Linked DNA regions of Triticum aestivum: region 2 is linked to region 1. A link is a contact called in public Hi-C data. All regions are on one chromosome and are shown on one strand. The core of a region is the stretch at or near the end of the contact, and the rest is flanking DNA. Distances in the headings are between cores, read along the strand shown. Region 1 holds the start of LOC123119600 (nucleobase-ascorbate transporter 3). Region 2 has its middle 61 kb from the start of LOC123119600.

What was found. Hi-C and Micro-C count contacts between places; a contact is called where the count stands out from the background.
Region 2: a Hi-C map of leaf shows a contact between it and region 1, with 6 times the contacts expected there. The contact joins the enhancer-like site here to the promoter of LOC123119600 in region 1. A contact is called at or near these places in 2 of 5 Hi-C or Micro-C datasets (both in leaf).

The regions. Positions count from the first base shown.
Region 1 is chr5D:84,424,168-84,427,869 of IWGSC CS RefSeq v2.1, reverse strand. It overlaps LOC123119600 (nucleobase-ascorbate transporter 3), which reads left to right and starts at 1,704. Exons shown (of 15, transcript XM_044539464.1): 1 at 1,704-2,247; 2 at 2,918-3,141. The coding sequence starts at 2,976.
Region 2 is chr5D:84,485,497-84,488,816 of IWGSC CS RefSeq v2.1, reverse strand. No RefSeq gene overlaps it. Among protein-coding and RNA genes, the nearest start is that of LOC123119600, 61 kb to the right of the region's middle. Within about 2 kb of position 2,031, at least 2 of the 8 cell types and tissues checked have an H3K27ac peak or open chromatin away from gene starts, as enhancers often do. A contact at or near this core is called in leaf, where this site is marked.

The DNA of each region.
Region 1 (3,702 bases), core at 455-2,954:
TTCTTTTCTCCATGAGAGGGCGCGCGCATGCGCGCGTAGCCGAAACCACCACAGGACGGTGGCCCCGGCTGCGTCGCGGTTCATCTGTCATGGACCCATGAGGCCATCTATTCGGGTGCGCGCCGTCCGGGCAGATCGGACTACACGAAGAGCCCCAGAGGCGCCCTCTAGCGTAATCTGATTTTGGCAATGTGAACTGGCTCCATGCTTTCTACTAGCATCATCTAGTCATAATTGATGGTCACGTTATCTGTTTTCTACAGATTTTAAACAACATGGTAGTATTTTGGTTATCGATTTCTATGAAGCAATGAATAATGCATAATGTTTTGACAAAACAATTTGATTTGTTAAACATCGAAAAAAATTGGAAGCCCCACTAAGCCAACGAATAGCTAGTAAGGCCTAGTTCATATTCTAATATGGTAATATTTCGTATTTCGAGCATTTGAAAACCTTCAAAATTGTTGTGCCTCATATAGTCGTATAGGCTTTTCAAAGGAACACGAAACTACTATTGATATTTACAGGATTTTAGATGAAACAATTCAACATCTACAAGATTCTGAACTTTTTTTTGTCTTTCAAACATGGCTTTTCCTTTCAACTAGAAATGCCTTGTTAGTAAAAACAATAAATAAAAAAGTCCAACTCGTAGACATTGAGCTGATTCCTGTGAAACACTTGTAAGATTCATCCAACCATAACTAGTGTGCTAGTCAAGTTATACGTATTTTTTTTAGTAGTAGTACCAGGAATGCAGCAATATCGTTGAAATTCCTACCGAAATCCTGGTAGAAGATTGAGAAGGAGCACTGGGGAAAAGAATTCGTGGTGACGTGAACATCGGGATCTTATGAGATATTTTGACATCCATATGAAAACAATATACGTTGGATTATGATTGAGGCATAAAATCTAACACCGATTTGTCACTTCTTTTGTACTGAACGCTAGAGTGCTAGACTCGATGACACTAGTAGTCAAGACCAACAATGAGGAGCTCCTGGCGAAACAACATCAGAAGCTTCAGCTAGAGAACAAGAGTTCAGATGGTGCTCAGTTTAATTTCACTACTCAAGGACCATGGACATATTTTATACCATTTCTCAAATTTTTTGCGTCCACCTTGAGTAGTGAAACTAAACTGCACAACATCTGAAGCCGTGTTCTCTACCTGAAATTTCTGACGCTGTTTTGTCAAAAGCTCCTTATTGTTGGTCTTATCTACTAGTGTCATCGAGTGTGACACTCTTGCTTTCAGTACAAGAAAAATGACAAAATCAGCGTATAATTCAATGTATGTTGTTTTCATATGGATGCAAAGGGTCTGATAAGAACCTGATGTTTATGACGTCACAGATTATTTTTCTCTCATGGGAGGGCGCATGCGAGGGTAACTGAAACCACCACATGGCGGTGACCCGGGTGTGCTGCACCCGCGGTACACCGTCATGGACCCATGAGATCATCTATTCGGGTGCGCCGTCCGGGCAGATCGGACTGCCCGAAGAGCCCCGGGAGGCGCTCTCTAGCGCAATCTGATTTTCGCAGGTGGTCTATCCAGGAACGCAGCAACACCGTAGAAATCCGGACTGATGAAAAATCCTGGTAGAAGATCGCTGTCCCATCCGCCAAATGTGATGGGACCTACAGTCGCTAGCACCACTCGGGGAAGCAGCGAGCGGCGCAGAAGAACCTCTCGCCCGCGTCAATCCAATTTTAATGCTGCGGCAGCCCCCCTCCCCATCCTCGGAATCTGTTGCATTCAATACAACTTTCGAAAAACAATCATTTTTCTAATGCGCCCCAGCTACCTAGATCCAGCCAAAGGCTCCAAGCCCCATCAGCCAGCACTGTTCGGCCTCCATTAGCGGCGCACGAGCGAGCTTCTCCGCCCCCTCGCCTCCGCTGATTACCGCTGGTGCGATTAGCGGAGCGCTCACGAAGAGAGAGACCAGCAGTGAAGGCGAGGCCTTCGAGCTCGCGATCCCTTTTCCTCTGCTGCTGCCCGCAAGATTACAAAATCCCGCGTTTGTCCTGTTGCCGCTGCTGCCGCTGGCGCTGCTCTCGGGAGGGCGGCCATAGAAAGGAGATAAGGAGAGGAAGAAACGGAAAAAAGAAAATAAAGGCTGGAGGCTTTTGGAGCTCATAATTTTTGGCCTTTCTCTGCGCTCCCCGGGGAGATTTTCCGGCGCTTTCTCTCTTTCTTTCCGGAGGTGGGAGAGAATCCAGCCTCTGAATTCGGTGAGTGAGTTCTTTCTTGCCCCCTGCTGCTTTTCGTGTGCAGAGTAGTATTTGGTTTGATTCGCTTCTGTCCCTTATTTTAATGTGCTGATGTGAGGCCTTTTTGTTGCCTTTTCTATTTCTTGCATCCTTTTCACTGCATTTTCTTTGGAGATTCTTCTTGGGACAAACTTGCAGGAATCACCCAAGTGAGGCTCTCATCGGCCATATCTTGTTGATGTTTCTCTTTCTCTCTGCCTGTCACTTTCCTCCCAACTGTAGGATAATACTACTACACTTTTTTCCCCTCAAGATTTGCATCTTTGCTTGTGAGTGAGTCGCCCATGGAGTCGTGGTCAATTCTTGTGAGCTAGGGTAAGATACAAGCAGCAGCTGCAAGGCTGGAGTGTCTGTGTTCTCTTCTCCTCTGCAACCTTTCTGCTGCTGGCAAAGTGGCCGTTTTTTCATCCCCTTGTGAGAGGCGAGAGCTGCAATCTTTGGAGTGTAGTTACTCCCACCCTCCAATTCCTGGCACTGGTTTACTCTACTGATTAAATGCCCTAAATTCCGTTTTGTGCACTGCTAAAAAATTTGTGCAATCAATGCGAAGCCCCCCGACTGCGCGCATAAAAGGGGGCCAAAGGTGTGAAGACCCAAGAGCATCCCCTGATTGTTTTTCCTTCCTGTGCAGCAGTTTCTGGTCTGGTCCAAGGCGAGAGAGTGTTCTTGCTTGAGTCGGTGTTGATCCAATGGGCGAGATGAACCACCAGCCCGGGGTGCCGCCGCCGGTGGGCGTGCCACCGCCCATGGGGATGCAGCCCATGATGAACGCTCCGGTCGGCGCGGGCGCCATGCACCAGCCCTACGAGCAGTTCAACCAACTCAACTACTGCGTCCACTCCAATCCTTCTTGGGGTACGGAATCCAATCCTGGCTCCCCTCTTTAACTCCCCTGCCCGCTTTTACTTTCTTTTGCTTCCTCGTGTACAGTTCGATTGTGCGCAAACAGGACGATGTAATCTCAGATTTCTAGTACTACCTACAGATTCAGGCATCTTTAATTTTGGTTTGCAGATGGTTCTTGGTCATTCTTTTGTTCAAGGCCTATCTCAGATTTCGGTTTGGTTGCGTTCAATAATGCTCTGTTTTGTGAAGTCCCCATACATAATCGACTTCATTCATGTATTGATTTTGTTGAATCTCCTGTTCATGTAGAATTATGGCCTTTGTTATTGCATACTTTGTTGATCTGTGAAGGGCTGTACCTACTATTCGTGATGTGAATCTGGGATGTTCAATTAGACAGCTAGCAACACTTCTATCAGGTGCTGCTATAAGAGGCAATGTTTTTTCATGGAACAAAAAGAGGAATTGTTGTGATCTGCCACTTTGAAGTATAGAAAAGAGAAGTCTATGCATACCTAATCTTTAAAAAAAGTCTTTGTCTGCATATCTCCTGTAGTCTTTTATACTTCT
Region 2 (3,320 bases), core at 782-3,281, 61 kb before region 1:
ATATATATAGTATTACCTCCGTCTCAAATTTCGAATAATGAGATGCAAAGGGATACAACAGCCGTAGTAATTTTCTCATAGCCTAGAACGGTACTCTCGGCATACAAATTGCATACCATGAAAAGTAATCGGTCCCAAATTCTTTAACCAATTTTAAAAATAGATTATTTTTCTATTAGTTTTGGTGTTATTTTATTTCCCACGAGCTTTATACACTTTGCCATTGCTTTATGTTTGGTTTTTCACATATATCTCTATGAGCTATTTATTTGAGTTTTTATTTGTTACTTTGCCTACTAGTTTTTGCTGGTTTAATATTTTCATTTATTTACCTTTTCTTTTTCTATTTACTTATTTTTATTTATTACTTTTTAATTTTTTTTAATCCATGGTCATAATTTAAAAATTATTATTTTTATTAAAGCAGCTGAATATTTTCTAAGTTTAAGAAACATATTTCAGAAATTCAGAACCATTTTTTAGTTTATGATTTATAAATATAGGGATAACTTCTTAAATTCATAATGAGTTTGAAAAATCCATGACATTTTTCTTAAAAATTAATGGACAGTCTTTGAAATTCATTAATTTTTTATAGAAAATAGAGTTCAAAAAATCATGAATATTTTAAAATTCTTGGAGATTTTCTAAAGTAGAAAACACCAGTTGATATAAAAAGGGACAATAATCTGACTAAAATAAAAAGCGCTGAATACAATAGTAGAACTACCGTTCTTTAGATTTTGAGCGCTAAAAATCATGAAGCCTAGAATAAGTTTATTTATGCTATGAAGTCTAGAATAAGTGCTCGCCTAGGGTACTACATGTTGCTACAAGGGTCAGCCCACCAGGTTGATTCGCAGACATCATAAAACAAGTTGAAATAGGAGGGACAATGGTATTCCCCGCCCACCAGGGCTCAAATCCTGGTGCTCGCATTACTCCTGAATTTATTTCAGGATTTTCGAAATGCACTTTCAGTGGGAGACTTCGTAAATCTCAAGATGATATGCCAGCTCAGTCTCTCGAAGGTGCTCGTAGGGGTAGGGTGTGCGTGTGTGCGTTCATAGGGGTGTGTATATGCGCGTATATATGAGCGCTTGTGTTTGTACTGTGTTAAAAAAACTTCTTTTATGATGTCTAAAAGTTCATACTCATAAAAAATTATGTTTTAAAAATGTTCAGGAATGACATAGATTTATGTTAGCGCACTTATATTTTTTTAGTATTTAATCTGAACAAGAAAGGGAAGTACGAGACGAAAAAAGGGAATAAAATATTTTTTTAAAAAGAAACATTAAAAAAAGGGAAAGAACATTGAAAACATTTTTTACATAAAACCGAAAAAGAAAAGGAAAAATGGAAGAAAAAAAATAGAAAACTAGCCAAAGAAACGTTGTAGCAACAAACTGTCACTATGAGCGTTAAATCGGAATTGACACTTCACAATGCTACCTCGAAGTCTTAACTGTTCCGAAAATGGCTGTAGCGAAAAATGGTTACCCTCAACTAAAAAAATGTTCCTGGAGAATTTGGAAAATCAGAAAAACTTAAATCACCTTAAAAAAACTCAATCAAGAAGATTCATTGTCAAGCTTTACGAATAATCAACGCTTTCTATATGTCATGTATACAGGATGGAACATATTTTTCATAATAACATATTTTTCATAATAAGAACATAATACTAGTACATCCCTTCAACCTAGCCTTCAGGAAAGGCATACAACGAGACAGAGAAGTGGTGGTGACACGTAGAATTAAGATGAACATTTTGCAATAAAAAAGTATCCCTTCTGGGACTAGGAAAGCCCCAGGTCAGTGAAAGAACATCGGTGCGGTGCCCAACAGCCCAAGGGGGTAAGTAGTTCGTACCAGGCTTAACTAGGAACCTTCTTGAATTAGGCCCAAAAGGTCTTGAATGCCGCCCTATCTTTTCCCCTTCGGCTTCGAGGTCCCAGCTCCAGATCACGTAAGACAAGGACGTTTGCCAAAGGCGCAGAAGAAAGGCTACAGCTGACGCTGACCGCTCTAAAAGCTCGTGTCCGCAAGAGACACGTATCATCACAGACTCATGGTTTCACACACACTGTTTCTTTCCTTTCTCTTTCTTCTCTGATTTGGACAGAGCGCATGCCACCGTTTGACACGTCAGCGTGAGTGGCAAATTAGTGGCTGCGAGTGCTTAAGGGTACACCAGTGTCATGTCGATCTCCGATTGATGGTACCAAATAAAGACTAAGTAGGCACATACGCACCAACCAATTTTGAGGTGTTGTCACACTAGGAGCATTTGTATTCATAGCAATCAAACGCTAGGTAGGCGCATTGGCTTTTGCTACCACTCTCTCTTTTAAGCCTCCTTTGCCATGTCCCTTGTAGCAACACCATCAAGTGTTAAGTGCATCTCCAACGCCGACCCCTAGACCTCCCGCATCACTTAGCTGTTCGGACTCCGCAAGCCATCCAATGGCATCCCTCATCAATCCGTGGACCAATCCGGACCATCGTTTTTCCGCAAACCAGAACCAAACCAAGAGGGTTTGGGGGAGTCCGGACACGAGCCATGTAGGACTCCGACACCCCAGACCACCCAAAACTAAGGAGCTATCCGCACTATTTCCGCAACAAAATCCCGCTTTCTCAACACTCCTCTTCCATCCCGTTGCTTTCCACCCAATTCTCGCGCTTTTTCACCGCTGCCGCATGGACCTGCACAAAAAAGCCGCTGAAGACGGCGGTGGTGGAGGTCCAGCGATCACGCTCACCCGGAAGATTAACTTGGAGACACGGCAAAACCGCCACCCCAGGCAAAGGCGACATCTTGGTGAAAAGGAAGAGGCATACGTCAAATGCTCCGACGTCAAGGAGGCATCCAAGGCCGAGAGGTTTAACATGTTGATGACGGCGGCTGAGAAGAAGATAAAACTCGAAAAGAAGGTCATGCTCGAAGAGAAAAAGATTGAGATCACTACTGCTTCACAGGACGCGAAGATGTTGATCTTGAGGATGGAGAATTTGGATGGCGATGCAAGAATGACGTGCAAGTCATCTGTCTTAAGATGTTGAAGCGTACGAAGGATCAGTTGGAGAGGGTTGAGAAGGAGGCGGCCGAGATGGCAGCGACGATGGAGTGAAAGTGGAGGCTCGGATTGCCGGTACGGCAGGGCAAAAAATCCAATTTTTCCACGGACTGCCGGACTGATATTTTTCTGTGATTGGACAAATAAAAATTATGCATACTTGCCTTTTTTTTATGGTCGGGCGGGCGTTATGTGTTTGGGCTTGAATTTCGAATTAATCGTATCTGGCGGACATTT